3 separate regions of the Sus scrofa genome follow, and regions 1 and 3 are each linked to region 2. Evidence: chromatin contacts called from public Hi-C and targeted proximity ligation data. All regions are on one chromosome and are shown on one strand. The core of a region is the stretch at or near the end of the contact, and the rest is flanking DNA. Distances in the headings are between cores, read along the strand shown.

Region 1 (2,700 bases), core at 72-2,571, 730 kb before region 2:
AAAAAAGCATCTAGCATACTGTAAGAGTATAAAAAAAAATTCACAATAACCTTGCAAGATAGGTGCGTTACTACCTGCATTTTACAGATTAGGAAACAAGGCACATAGAATGAAACAGCTAGCCCAAAGTCATTCAGCTGGTTTTAAGTGCCAAAGCCAGATTACAATCCCGTCAAACTCCAAATTTTCTTCTTTAAACCACTAAACTACTTCTCTTACCCTCTGTCCTGTCTGAAGTAGGATTCTTTTCCCTCTTTCCACAACTTTCTGTTCCAGTGGCTTAATCACTGGGTTCCTGCACCAATTTTCTATGCAGCACCACCGCCTCCAGGTTTTTCATTTAAAAGTCGTAATACGACCTAATTTTATCAGATGCACTATCCCAAAGCCCTTGAAAAAGCGAAACTGTTTTCAGTTCCCCCAAACTCAACCCATTTATCCCTCTTTATTTCTCACATAACCTTTCTCCTGTCAGGCTAGTTGGTTACCCTCCTTGTGCTGTGCCTTGCCTTCATGATATTCCTCTCCTATCTACCTATTTTAATTAGTGTTATCCTCTGAGGCCCACTTCCCTCGGGACTAGTCTAATTCCTGAAGCTTTTCCAATGCTTCAGTACTTCAATGATCTTCCATATAACTTGGAACTGGTCACTTGTATCTAACGTGCACAGATCTCGACGCTTTTTGGATAGCGCTCACGAGATAACGCTACTCTGAGCCCCTAACATCCATGCTTCCTAACCCACAGCCCCCCAAAACATGCTTCTATGATGCGCTGCAAGGCTGGGCCGCGGTAACAAACCTGTCAGACGCCCCTAAACCACGACTTCAGTCAGGAGAGAGTGAGGTGGGGATTCCTCACACCCACCACGCTGCGGGAGCATCCTCTGGCGAGCATTGCAAGCCCCGGGTCAGCCAGCTCGACACCGCACGCGCCAGCCTCAGGCTCCGCAGACGGCCCCCCGGGACAGCAGTGAAGCGCTCGCAGTAGCTCAGGTTCCCCTCCACCCTAGCTACGGGCCCCCAAATTCCCCTGGCTTGTCTGCTACTGGCACCACGAAGGCCTCAGTCAGGACCAAACAAACCAAAGGAGCGGAGCAAAGACGATCTGCCACCGCGAGACCACTGCACGCACCTGGGCCTCCACGAGGTTCTGGGCTGATTGGACCCGCCCACTGGGCCCACCCCTTCCGGGTCCGCTCCAGGTCCCTCTTCCGCCCAACGTTCCTTTTGCCTTCGAGGGGAAATGACGTCAGAGCAAGGCTCTGATTGGCGGATGCCTGCCGGGAGCGGAAGCCCGTGTTTTGCAGCCCCGGGCTCCCGCGACTGCTCCTTCCAGCCTCTTGGGACTCGGCTCGCGTTTACCACTGAGCTGCTGGCACAGGTTGTCAGGCGATGCGACTCGGCTGCTTTCCACGAGGAACTTAACCCGTCGCACCTGCCGCCCGGATGGGACCGCCAGAGAGCTGTGAGAGGCGGGACGGAGGCTGGAAGGGAGGGCGGGGCAGAGCGGGCCGGGGGAGCGGCGGGAGGCGCACGGACTCGGCCCAGGTTAGGGGTGCGGACCGAGAGGGTTGGTTCTCCTCATTCTTTGCAAAAATGCACCTGCCGTTTCTTTCCCCGCTGTTGGTCAGGTTCCTCTGGTCCGAGGGGCTGTCGGGGACGAGTTACCCACCAGAGGATATACAGTAGGTAGACCCGGGCATTAGGACAGTGGTGCTGGAGTCACTGGGGAGGCGCGCACCTTGGAGTGCAGGTGAATTAGGGCGGCCGGGAGCCCTGGAGTTATATAACCCCAGAGTCGAATTTTTGGGGTCGCCTGTGTGGACTGGGCGTTCCACCGACCGAGAGCAGCTAGAATCAGAGCTGGGTAGGCAATGAGCCCAGGATGCTGAGTTGTCTGGATCCCTGCAGTCCCTGGAGTGACATTGGTCTGGCTTTCAGTTTCCGCTCCTTGGCCGCTTGAGGGGGAAGTGACCGGAGCTGACTCCTCCTTGCTTGGTAATGGTAATTGAGGCTTTAAGTGCTCTGTCACCAAGTGGGCTTTTTTCTCTTTTGCAGTTTCTGTCCGATCTTATTCTTGAACTGCATAGAAGTGTTCACAAAGGAGTTCTGATGTCTGTAGCTGTGAAAAATTAAAGCTAACATATAACAGTATAGAAGAAATAAGCCTCTGCCTTCACTTATTGTATGATAGCTGCAGCCAGCCCTGAAATAAGACTTCTATCTATAGTATCCGATTTTCTTTAAGCGTTGAGTTTTTAAGACATGTTCAGCTAGTCTTCTATATTCAAGAAAATTGCAATTGTAAAGAATGTATATGATCAGATGAAAGTAATTGTAACTGTTTAGGTATTTGAAAAAAGATTACTGCGGGTTGGATGAATGGTTAAGGGAGGAAATTGTGACAACAGACTATTATTTCAGTAAGTTTGGTGGTGGAAAGGAGAACTTAGGTGAGCGTGTCTGGTTAATATCTCATAGTTAATGTGAATTGTATTATATAGATGAAAAATGCGTATATATGAGAAAAACTTTGCTTCGGTAGAAAACTTTATAGTCTAGATTCCATCTTGAAGACACCCCTTGAATTACTGATTTAAGAAAGCTATTTAAATACTGTCAGTACTAAAACAATTTTTTCTATAGACACAAAAATTCTGTCCCCTTAGAGGCTCAGTGGAAGTTTTGTCATGAGTG
Region 2 (2,700 bases), core at 115-2,614:
ATAAGAGATGAAGCAAAGCATCACAAGGCATCGGGGAGTGTTGAGGTGAAGTTCAGAGCAAGGATATATAACAAATCCAAGTCTGCAGTTGCTGCGACTGACTTCATACTGGAGTGGAGAAAGCAGATTCCGAGTCAGTAGGTACAGAGAAGGACAAGAAGCCACAAAAAAATCTAGGTAAGAACTATTTTAAGACCTTTGCCGGCATGCTTCCTTTAGGAAATTACATATAATTTACATATAAAAGTGGCATTTGACTCATTAACATATTTTAGAAATGGCCAAACATTCCAATTTCTGATTTTATAGTTTTCTTTTCATATTTCAGAGTGTTGTTTTAGATTCTACTTTTTTTTGTTTTTAAAAGAGCTTAGGCTCCAGGCACTGTGCCTATAGCATGGAATGGATAATGAAGACATCAGTGAGACAGTTGCCCACTGGGTCCAAATCAAGTCCAAGAGGTGATGAATAAAGCGAGCTGTGAGGTAGATAATCAGGCCTCCTCCAGGGGCTTAAGTGCCGAAGATAATGAGAACAGATGGAGGGTAAGAAGCCAGAGGGTTACCACGTGTGGAACTTGGGAGATAAAAGGCCTACATCCCAGGTAAAATCCCAGATACGGCTAAATCAGCAGACTCCTGAGGACACTTAAAAGAAGGAGACCAAGAAACTGTGAATCGCGAAGGAAAGGGTGCCTGATGGGTTCATTTTCCCCTTAGTTTGTGAGCCCACAAAGGGCTTATCCCTCCTTGACACCTTCCACTACCCCATTGTGACCAGCCACCGGCCCTCCCTGACGGATAAAAACGGGGGGACAAACGTGCCCTGTTTCTCTTACACAAAGCTGTAGAATTCTGAATGAAAAACCACCCCTTAGTCATCCGCACCTCTTGCCCCGGATGGGTGAAAAAACTGCTTCTCCGACTCCAGGGAACGGGGAGTCGGCTCCTGGGCGCTGGCCGGACGAAGGCAACGCTAGACCTCGGTGCAACGGTCTCCCTGAGGGGTCTTCCGAACCAGCCTGGGTCGGAAAACGCCAGGAGCCAGCAAGCCTCTTCTAGAAGCTCTTGTACCCAGCCCGCTAGTCCTGAGGGACTCCAGAGCTAAAATAAGCTGGGAAGCCCAGAGGGGAACTCTCAGGCTGACACCAGCTCGGAGAAGAAACGCCAGTAACCGCACACATCCCAAACCTCGACAACCAGGAAAACACCTCCCCTTTCAACGCCCCGGGCGGAGCCCGGCACCAACTGACAGCGCCACCCACCAATGGGAGGGCCCAAACTGGGATCGTGGGACCAATCCGAGGGCGCGGGGGAGGCGGTCCCGTGGCCCATCAGCGCGGCTTTTTAAGTGCTCCTCTGGCCTCTCTGATCGCCGCAGCCATAGAGAAAGGGACAGTCACCGTAAAACGGTGACGCCGGCTGTACTATGCCGCTCACTCCCAGCCTCAGTCTTTTCTTCTTCCGAGGACTAACCCCGCAGACAGCCCCGCCTCCTGCCTTTAGTTTGATCCCGCCCCTTCCCGGAGGGCACCGGCCAAGATGTGGAATTTCCAAAGCTTACTGGGTGCCGCTGGTGTCACTCTGAAGGGCGGCGGGTCCTGCTGCGGCGAAGGCCGCGCCTCTCCCAAGGTGATTGGACTCGCCCGAGTAGCCCCCGACTGGGATTGGTGTGAGAAAGGGCCGGAGCCATCGGGCACCACCTTGGACCGGAAAGTGGGCAGGCGGTGGCAACCGAAGAGCCGGCAAGACCTCGCAGCACCCTCGTCCTCCATGTGCCTTCCGCGGAGGGCCGGGTTGGGGGAAGGAGCGGGAGGCCCCCCAACCGCATCACGCGAGGGCGGGGACGGCACTTGTCGCGTGTCTGGCGCGGGGCCGGACGGGTGGCAGCGGGAGGGGGGTGATAGTAGAGGGTGTTAGAGATGCAGGGGTTCAGAAGTCTAGCAGGAGACTTAGACCTGGAAGCGCCTCCTCGGAGGATTTAGGGGGTTAGAGGAGGCCGTGGGCGTGTCTGGTATGGGATGCCTTGCAAAGGAGGGGGCCCTGTTGAGTAGTTCTGTGGGCGGTTCCTTTAAGGAATCCTCTAACTTTTTGCCCTTTGATTTGCCAAAGAGAGAGTCCCCATGGTCTCTGTTCAAGTTTTGGAAACTTTCTCTTTGGGTGGGCCTAATCACCTACTACTTCATTATAGAATTGCCCAGGGTCTTTTCTGATACTGAGCACAAACGTGGGGAATATGGCAGAAAACAGGAAGCCGCTGCTGGGCTTCGTGGGCAAACTCCCATGTGGGACCACACCTGGGAACTCAGGCAAGACTCACTGCCCTTTGTGCATGGGGCTTTTCAAGACCCCCAGGCTCTTGCCTTGTTTGCACACAGTTTGCACCACCTGTCTGGAGCAGCTGGAACCCTTCTCAGTAGTGGACATCCGTGGGGGAGACTCTGACACAAGCTCTGAGGGGTCAATATTCCAGGAACTCAAGCCATGCACTCTGCAGCCGCAGATCGGCATCCTCTGTCCGGTATGTGATGCTCAGGTGGACCTGCCCATGGGTGGAGTGAAGGCTTTAACCATAGACCACCTGGCCATGAATGATGTGATGCTGGAGAGTCTGCGTGGGGAAGGCCAGGGCCTGGTGTGTGACCTGTGCAGCGACAGGGAAGTGGAGAAGAGGTGTCAGACCTGCAAAGCCAATCTCTGC
Region 3 (2,700 bases), core at 63-2,562, 560 kb after region 2:
GACACTTGATCTTCTCACATTTTGTGCTACACACTGTCCCTGCCTTGTGTATCACCAATATCTACAGGTGATAGGGAATGTCTGAAGGTAGCAGGCTTTATGGTACAAGACGTTGGTCCCTGAAATTTCACAGATAGATAGCTTTTACCATTTCCTGGCTAATTTAAGAATTAATTCATGACTTTGAGTGTAGTTCGAGTGTCTTGTGTGGTTTGGGGGTCCCTACTTGAGGATGATGGCAGTGACAGCAAGATTAAAGCAGGTTTCCACTATTTCACTACTGGCAAACAGGTTAGTGTTTATTTGACAACAGAGTCCATCCAGGTCAGGAGTCCAGGTCAGGGAGAAGTTTCCTGCCCACATGGTGAGGAAGAGTTTCCAGAACAGCAACAGCTGGGCAGGGGTCATTCTGATGCTTCTCTCAGAAGGAAAGGGGGCTGACAGGAAAGCTGATGCCAGGAGCTGGTTCTGGGAGCACAGTCAGGGGGTCTGGGATCAGACGGATTTGAAGGTAGGAGTCTAGCCAATAAGACGGTGAGTCCGATGCAGCCTGGGAAGAGGGATTTGGGAAGGCCAAACAGTGAGGGAGTGAGCAGCTCGAGGGCGAGTCTGAAGTGGACATGGAGGAAGAGTAAAACAAAGAGGAAATAGAAGGGAGAAACCCAAGGCTGGAAATCGCAGCTACCGTGAGGGAGTGTGGGGTGGGGGTCAATCTTAAGGAAAGGCGGCTGCGCTTGAATGAGGGGAGTCAGGTGCTTAGGGGGGAAGAGGCCGCACGAGGTAACCGCACATTCCAGCAGGTGTCCGACGTGCCTTTGTGGTTCAGCGAGGCTGTCTCGTGCAGAGCCGTCCTAGCAGAGACGCTGGCAGGAAAAGCGAGCTCTGCGCTGCCGCGGCTGCTGGAGACGCGGAGGAAATACGGCGCTGTGGAACCTCCCTGTTCCAGCCCGGAGTTCTACTGTCACCCCCAGGAGAGTGGGGCGGAGCTCTCGGCCATCCGACACCCCCAGCTATGGGGGCCTCTTATCACGTTCCAAAAACGCCAAGGACAGGTGCGGGAGGAACGAGGATAAACCTGGTTGTAAAAACGCAAGCCACTTTTGGGGGAGGGCTCCTCTGAGCCGAGCGGGTGGAGGCGGAACAGCAGGCAAGACCGGGGTCGGACCGCGTTCTCTGGAAGGAGGAAAGACTCGCCCAAACTGGGGCGGAGCCAGGCGAGGCGAGGCGGGGCGGGGACCGGGGCGGGGACGGGGGTGGGGACGGCCCTCTTCGGCCATCGGAGGCGACGCGGAGCTGGGTCCTTGTCGCAGAGAAAGGCCGGACCGCCATGGCCTCGGGGAGAGCCCTAAGGTGGGCCGTGCGGGCCCCCGACGTGATCTTCCTGCTGCTCTGGTTGGGTGAGTGGAGGCCTTTCTGGGAAGCCCGCGGGGACCAGGCGGCGCGCGGTGTCAGTGGCCCTAGGGCTCCGGGGCCAGGTGGACGGGCGCGGCCCAAGGCGGCTGCAAGTTGGGATGGCACGGGTGGCGGGGGGCACGCAGCCGGCGCGCGGGACCTGGTGGTGGCATCCACAAGTCTCCCTAGGGTGGTCAGCAAGAAACTTGGACCGCAGGCTCTGGAGCCTGTTTGGGAAAAACAAAACGGGACCCCGGCTTGCTCTCCTGCCCTGCGCGCTTGCCTTCCTCTAGGGAGGCTTCGTAACCCGCCACCCTCACCGCGGTCCTCACTCATCCAGTCCGTATTCTTTCGGAAGAGGGGCCTTATTCTGTGTGACTCAAGGACTAAGTTACTTCCCGCCCGCGGGTCCGCCGCCCAGAAGTTGAGCGGACTTTCAGAGCTTCCGCAGCCTGTGAGCTCGTCCGGGGCGGGCCGCCCCGGGCTTCGGAAAGCGCAGTCTGCCCTCCCAGGCTTGGTGGGCCGGCTGCGGCCGAGGCCAAACCCCCCGCGCCCCGGCCGGGGGCGGAGTTTCAGAATTGGCCTGCAGCCAGAAGATGAGGGCCTCAATTGAGGATTCTCAGGTAGAGCCGCAGGTGCCCCTGGGCCCTCCCTTTCCTTCCGAACCTAAAATGACTAACTAGTAACTGTGCAGGACCTCGTTCATCCCTTTAGCACGTCTTCAGCTAAACCGTCAAGACAGCCCCGTGGACTAGGTATCTTGGTCTCCACTTTTTCCCTCCCCAACCTCATCAGTCTCTTCCCACTCAGGCCCCTGGTTAAGTCATAGCCAAACCTCCGGGGCATAGTAACAACCCCCTTACCTAGTACTTCTTTCCTTGGGATTCCCCACTGCTGGCCCCCTCGGCACGTCCACTGGATCAGCCTTCCCTTTCCACTCTGCGTTCAGCGTTTATTGGGTGCCTGTGAGGTGCACTGGCTATGGAGGACAGCCTGGGAGGGGGGTGGGAGGCTGAGATATGCTGCAAAAGTACCCACACTGAAAGACACAGAACTGAATGTTGTAAAAGCGGGAAACATAAAGTGCCGTCGGCATGCAGAGGGAAGGCAGTAGCACCTTTTGTGAAACCAAATATCTTTTGCGGAGCAAAGACTTCATGGAAGGGAGGGTACTTGAACCCGGCCTCTGGGGACAGGTGGTAAGGGGACATGCCATGATGTGGGGAAAAGATTCCAAGAGGAGGACACAAGTAAGAAAGATGCGGGAGCAGAATGTACAGGGCAACTTGGGCAGTAGAGTCATCGTGT

What was found. Hi-C and Micro-C count contacts between places; a contact is called where the count stands out from the background.
Region 1: a Hi-C map of heart right ventricle shows a contact between it and region 2, with 4 times the contacts expected there. A contact is called at or near these places in 1 of 5 promoter capture datasets (fetal liver) and 1 of 47 Hi-C or Micro-C datasets (heart right ventricle).
Region 3: a targeted proximity ligation map of skeletal muscle shows a contact between it and region 2, with 2.9 times the contacts expected there. A contact is called at or near these places in 1 of 47 Hi-C or Micro-C datasets (brain) and 2 of 2 datasets of targeted methods (alveolar macrophages and skeletal muscle).

What each region holds. Positions count from the first base shown.
Region 1 is chr4:102,877,422-102,880,121 of Sscrofa11.1, forward strand. It overlaps GDAP2 (ganglioside-induced differentiation-associated protein 2), which reads left to right and starts at 1,322. Exons shown (of 14, transcript XM_021090826.1): 1 at 1,322-1,468. WDR3 (WD repeat-containing protein 3) reads right to left here and starts at 1,215. Exons shown (of 27, transcript XM_021089970.1): 1 at 1,136-1,215.
Region 2 is chr4:103,611,818-103,614,517 of Sscrofa11.1, forward strand. It overlaps TRIM45 (tripartite motif-containing protein 45), which reads left to right and starts at 1,365. Exons shown (of 6, transcript XM_001929343.5): 1 at 1,365-2,700. The coding sequence starts at 2,236.
Region 3 is chr4:104,169,515-104,172,214 of Sscrofa11.1, forward strand. It overlaps CD58 (CD58 molecule), which reads left to right and starts at 1,313. Exons shown (of 7, transcript NM_213795.1): 1 at 1,313-1,397. The coding sequence starts at 1,328.